Regions from separate parts of the Mus musculus genome. Here region 2 is linked to region 1. A link is a contact called in public HiChIP or PLAC-seq data. All regions are on one chromosome and are shown on one strand. Each heading gives the region's core, a stretch centred on a gene start, on an enhancer-like site or on the middle of the called end of the contact. The rest is flanking DNA. Distances are from core to core; before and after follow the strand shown. Region 1 overlaps Adamts6 (a disintegrin-like and metallopeptidase (reprolysin type) with thrombospondin type 1 motif, 6). Region 2 has its middle 190 kb from the start of Cwc27.

Region 1 (2,939 bases), core at 276-2,775:
TTAAAAACACAAGTAAATTTTGTTAAGATTTCTGATTAGAAGAAAGGGTAGGAGAGAAATCTAGGGTTTGGCCCAGAAGAGCTAGGACATTGTAGTCATACTGGTCTGTTATCAGTATTGCATTGAAAGCCTTTGATAAACAAAAAAACAACTCAAGTTATTGAGGGAAATAAGATTCAAGTCTGGTAAGTAAGAAACAAGAAGAGGAAAAACCCTGACTGTCATTCATTTTTCTGAGCCCAAGAATGAAATTTTAGGAATGTATAAGATACATATGGCATCATCCTTCCACCAGCAGGCCTTGAAAGTATGAAAGCAGATCTGTTTGTACTAATCTCTGTGCTTTTGGTTACTCCAATACACCCAACACACTTGGAGATACGACCCAGCTGAAATAGCCACTCAAGGGGTCTAATCTAGAGAGTCTCAGGAAGATCCAAGTTTCAGCCCAGTCTATAGAATGCAAAACTTGCTATGGCCAACAAAGGCACCTGACAGCAAAGCAAACAGTGATTGTAAAGATGGCTCTGACAGACATCAATATATGTTCAGTACAAATTGAACAAGACCATAGACTGAGATCAAATGACTCCATCATCCTTCTATGAATATAGTTCACAATCTCCAGTCTATTTGTGAGTACCCAAAGAAAAGCTGCTACACCATATCCCTTGCTTTGTTCCTCCTTTGATTTTTAGCGGGATTTTACTTCATTTTTTTTTTAATTTGCACTCACTACTCTTCTTAATATATTCCGCTAATTTTGTTGCTATATTTTTCTATCTTTGGCAACTGCATTTTGAATTTTTTCCTTTTTCTTCTGTTTTTTTAACCTATATAATTTACCCATTCTCTATATTTACTAGTATTATGACTTTATTTTATGAACTACTTTTAAATTCTATTATACAATTATTCTTACTCCATTTTTCATAGTCATCTAGTTACGATTTTTAAACTCTTTGAGCAGAGGGAAGTGTTTTATTCTTTATTTTCTTCTGCTTTCTAAAGTCTTTCCCTTTTCTCAACCCCTCCATACATCCACCTCCCTTCTTTCTCTTTTCATCTATGTAACCTCGCTTCACTTTCTTTTCTCTCCCTTCCTCAGTCTCCTTCCTGTTAGGCCTAAGTAATTTTAAACTTCATAACACACTGTCATTTGGTTTTGGCATTTCCAGTGCCATCATCACTGATGACATATTAGTTAACTGTTACTGATTATAAAAATATATATCTTATATAGTTTGATATCACTCTTACCACAGTGATTCATTTTCAACTCTCCTAGTAGTACTGAAGATTGAGCCCTCAAAAGTAATTGCTCTATTTCTCCCTCTCTCTCTCTCTCTCTCTCTCTCTCTCTCTCTCTCTCTCTCTCACACACACACACACACACACACACACACACACACACCTGTCTCATACACATACACAGAATAAAAACAAAAACAAGCATGCATCTTCAAGTACTGATCTCAAAGATACTGAAATACCACATGAAAATTTCAGTTTGTGCTGAAAAAAAGGTCAGTGACATCAAATGAGTGCACAAATAAACAGCAGAGCTAACACCAGGCTCTATAGAGGGAAGTCAGCAACTTGGAGGGAAATAACAACAGAGGGGATGATAAAAACAAGAAGGTGGATGAAAAAAGTCGACAACAAAGAAATTTTAGCTAGGAAATGGATATTTGTTTTAAAAATATAGATATGGTAGAAGTAAAAAATGGAATTAATAAAATGATAACAGTGAAATACATTTTTAACAAACTCCACCAAGCAGAAGAAAGATTATGAGGGATAAATGATGAATTTAATGAAATACTACATTCTGATATAAATGAAAAATAAAAAGATAAATGGGCATGGTGACAGTATTAAAAAACTCTTGAATGTGGTCAAGAGAGCAGAAGAGGACCCTGTGCCAAGCTCTCCATACCCAAATCCTGCTGGGAGAGAGCTGGTCACCCAGGAGTACTGACACACCTGAGAGCACAGATGAGACCACCACTTCTGCTCAAAATCCTGGCCCAAGAGGGACCTGCTCAGAGCCATCAGGACACAGAAACCTGGGTCAGGATCCTTCCAGTTTCCATTTGCGCCTGGAACTGACCTTGTGCCACAGCTCTCCATACCCAAATTTCTCCCAGAGAAAGATGGTCTCCCAGGAGTGCTGACACACAGGCTTACAGGAGGGACAAGCCACAGCCAGAGACAGCAAGACCAGTTAACACCACAGATAACCAGATGACAAGAGGTAAGTGCAAGAACCTAAGGAAGAGAAACCCAGGTTACCTGGCACCATCAGAACCCAGTTCTCCCTCCACAGCAAGCCCTGGATACCCCAATACACTGGAAAAGCAAGACTCTGATTTAAAATCACATCTTTTGATGATGATAGAGGACTTTAAGAAGGACATAAATAACTCCCTTACAGGAGAAAACAAGTAAACAAAAGAAGCCCTTAAAGAGGAAATACAAAAATCCCTTAAATAAATACAGGAAAACAAAGTCAAACAGGTGAAAGATTGGACAAAACCATTGTAGATCTAAAAATGGAAATAGAAACAGTTAAGAAATCACAAAGAGAGACAACCTTGGAGATAGAAGACCTAGGAAAGAGATCAGGAGTTATAGATGCAAATATCACCAACAGAATACAAGAGAAGAGAGAATCTCAGGTGCAGAAAATAACATGCAAAACATTGATACAACAGTCAAAAGAAAATGCAAAATGCAAAAAGTTCCTAACCCAAAACATCCAGGAAACCCAGGACACAATGAGAAGACAAAACCTAAAGATAGGTATAGAAGAGAGTGAAGATTCCCAACTTAGAGGGCCAAATATCTTCAACAAAATTATAGAAAAAAAAATTCCCTAACTTAAAGAAAGAGATGCCCATAAACATACAAGAAGCCTACAGAACTCCAGATAGATT
Region 2 (2,939 bases), core at 327-2,826, 320 kb before region 1:
AAAAGGAGATGGATGGTCTGGGCAGTGCGGGAGCTTTGGAGCAGAAGACCTGGACCTGGACTGGATGCAACTGGGAGCTGCTGCACGAGGTGTGGGATGGAAACGACGATGCTTCGGGAAGAGATGCTGTGTGAAGAGAAGGAAGAGTAACAGTGAGAGGAAAAGCTGCAGACAGGAAAGAGGATCTTGATCTTAGGAGAGTGCAGGTGCATGTGAGGTAATTAAAGCCTGAAACAGAAGGCTGGGAAGGCAACAGGAAGAAGCGGATCTGAAAAACATTACAGAACAAGAACAGGAAGTCGTGATGGGCTAGACAGGGGAGTCAGATGCATATCACCCCAAGGCTGGAGACAGACAGCAAGGCCTGGGAAAGCAGCTGCTGGCAGTCCCACCACAGGAGGAAACCAAGAGGGATCCCCCAAAGCCTCCATTCCGAGCCTGCTGCCAGACCTACAGTTAGCAGGTACAGAGAAAGCAAATCCATGAGCTCTGGCTCCCAGAGCAATTCGGTACTAGATTCACACTATCGGGGAGGAATAGCCGGTGAAAAGGGTAAATTATAATGGCATCTGCTTTCATGTAGTATGCAGTGCGAGCTAAGAAATATAAAGCATAATTAGATGCAGTAAGATTATGAGAAACTGCACAGTGCCTATTTGGCTTAACAAATTAGAATTTGAAAAGCCTGTTTATAGGCAGACCTTAAAGGCTGAGTGAGGACAAGCGTTTACTTGTGTGATTTAAAGGTCTGATTTCTAAAAGTTTGAAGATCACAGGCCTTGACTTAGATACTTATTTACAGAATTTTTTTAAATGTTCTTATTTGATAAGAATCAGGCTTACCTTTAGACACAAACAAGGATTTCAGTTTATTAGAGTTAGCACCATGATGGTGCCACAGTTGAGATCTTAAATGTCCCCCAAAGGCCCGTCTCTTCATAGCTGGGTTCCTAGCCTACAGCACTAAAGGAAGGTGGTAGATGGTTAGGGCATCAGCCTTGTGGAAGGAAGTAATGTCATGGAAAGTATGCTCTTGAAGGAGATATTATCTCCTTTTTCCTTTCCACAGTCTTTGAGGTTAGCAGCCTCCGTGCTCCCACAATGGCCTGACTTGCTACCATGTTCCACAACAGTGTAACCAAGTAACCATGAACCAACACTTCTGAAATCCTGTGCCAAAATAAACCTTCCCTCTCTCCAATTGATTCACCTCAGGTATTTGTCATAGTGCGGGAAAACTAACACACAGGATGGGTGCCCTGGCTTACTAAAGAGCATCCTGAGTATTTATGGAATTTGTGGTTTTGCATATGTGCCATCTCCAGCATTTTCAGCTCCAAGCCTATCAGCCCACACAACCAGTTGGGTGCCCTTTAGACACACACTGAGAGTTTTCTCCCAACACGTGCTGCTTGTTAAATGAAGGGAAAAAAAAAAAAAAAAGAAAAGCAAAACAATTTTTTTCATAGTTTGAAATACCACTCGATGCTAGAGAGTTGCCTCCCGTGTGCAATGGCCCAGGTTCAAGCCCCAGAACCAAAAAAAAACCCAAAACAACAAAAAATAGTGAAAGGAAAAGCCTTTCAGAGAGACTAAGCTCTGTTCAAAATTTTTGTACTCTCTCTCCACACCCCCACACCACCCAACCCTGAAGTGGAAACTTAAGGGTTTTTGGGAGAGTCTGTTGTGTTAGATGGTGTTTTGCTGGGGCAAACAGGTGAAGGAGGGTTTTCCTAAAGTGGACACAGATCAAAGACTAAGGTAGACTCATGAAGGAACGTTTCACTGAAGCAGACATCAAGAGAATGTTCTGCTAAAACAAACACATGAAGAGACTCGTGATGAAGGATTCTTTGCTAACGGCTTGCATGTATTGATTGGTCCACCTTATATTGCATAGTTGAGCTCTCCTTGTCGGGACTCCAAGGACTTGGGCTGATTGGATGCATGTGCTGAGGCACGACACACAGAGGACACATGATGTTTGGAGGGCATAAATAGGATTGGACGGAGTGATGGAGACAGAGCGTGGCTTGCTGGTACAGCTAGCTGAGCAATGCTCGTGGGTCCCGAGTCTTCACTGATCTTCACTTCCCTGGGAGAGGCACACCTGAGAACGTCTCCTGGTGTTCCTGTTGGTCCCTCGGCCTGGCTGTCTGCTAGGTCATGTTACTGCTGTTGCTAACCTGACTCTACTGAACTGGATTGCTGGTGTATCCATGAGATGTTTGCAAGTGGATCAAGCTGCCGCTACCAACCTGTGAATTGAACTGCCAATTTTCAGACAACTCAGATGGGAGTTGCTCCAAAGAACCTTTCCAAACAGATCCACTCAGCCCTACCCCCATCCCTTGTCCTTTCTTTCATACTACCTCTGGTGGGTGGTGGGCTACAGGGGAGGTTAAATTGATTAAGAACCATCATTAAAAATAGGATTTGAAAAAAATTAAAGTTATACCAGCCCCTACAAACACCCTAGAAGAACACAGAATGTAAGAGTAGAAATGTGTTCGTGTATTGCAGTCACCCTGGGGAGATGAAGGGGTCAGGGATCCTATTGTCATTAATTTCCCACACTCGGGACAAGTTTGGGTAGGGGTCCAGGGCCTGTCGTTGTGTTGTTGTTGATTTTGTTGTTGCTGTTGTTGCTTATTAAGCTCCCCCAACTAATTGTGATGCTTTGGTTTTGTTTTTCACTTCCCTGAAGATCAGCCCTGGACAGGTGCTGCTGTCCAAAGGCAGAAACTAAAGAATGAGAAACACCTATCAGATCTGAGACTCTCAAACTGTAAACATTGATTTAATGTCTTTGCTCTCCTAGGAGTCACATCGCCCTAAAGACTCCTTTATGAAATGAGTTCCTAGGCAAACTCAGTCTATCCTTTGATGGTAAAATTTTTCACAGAAGCTGCACGAAGTCTGATTCAATCAGCCTGAGA

The links. HiChIP or PLAC-seq counts read pairs in DNA pulled down with a chosen protein or histone mark.
Region 2: a Foxp3 HiChIP or PLAC-seq map of regulatory T cells shows a contact between it and region 1, with 13 times the contacts expected there. The contact joins two enhancer-like sites. A contact is called at or near these places in 5 of 484 Hi-C or Micro-C datasets (CD8 T cells, bone marrow-derived macrophages, nephron progenitors and 2 more), 7 of 115 datasets of contacts at active chromatin or transcription factors (bone marrow-derived macrophages, embryonic stem cells, fibro-adipogenic progenitors and 3 more) and 3 of 9 other capture datasets (adipose tissue, liver and pancreatic islet).

The regions. Positions count from the first base shown.
Region 1 is chr13:104,301,872-104,304,810 of GRCm38.p6, reverse strand. The region is part of intron 3 of Adamts6 (a disintegrin-like and metallopeptidase (reprolysin type) with thrombospondin type 1 motif, 6); the gene reads right to left. Among named protein-coding and RNA genes, the nearest start is that of Adamts6, 16 kb to the right of the region's middle. Within about 2 kb of position 1,525, at least 2 of the 459 cell types and tissues checked have an H3K27ac peak or open chromatin away from gene starts, as enhancers often do. A contact at or near this core is called in regulatory T cells, where this site is marked.
Region 2 is chr13:104,620,733-104,623,671 of GRCm38.p6, reverse strand. No RefSeq gene overlaps it. Among named protein-coding and RNA genes, the nearest start is that of Cwc27, 190 kb to the left of the region's middle. Within about 2 kb of position 1,576, at least 59 of the 459 cell types and tissues checked have an H3K27ac peak or open chromatin away from gene starts, as enhancers often do. A contact at or near this core is called in regulatory T cells, where this site is marked.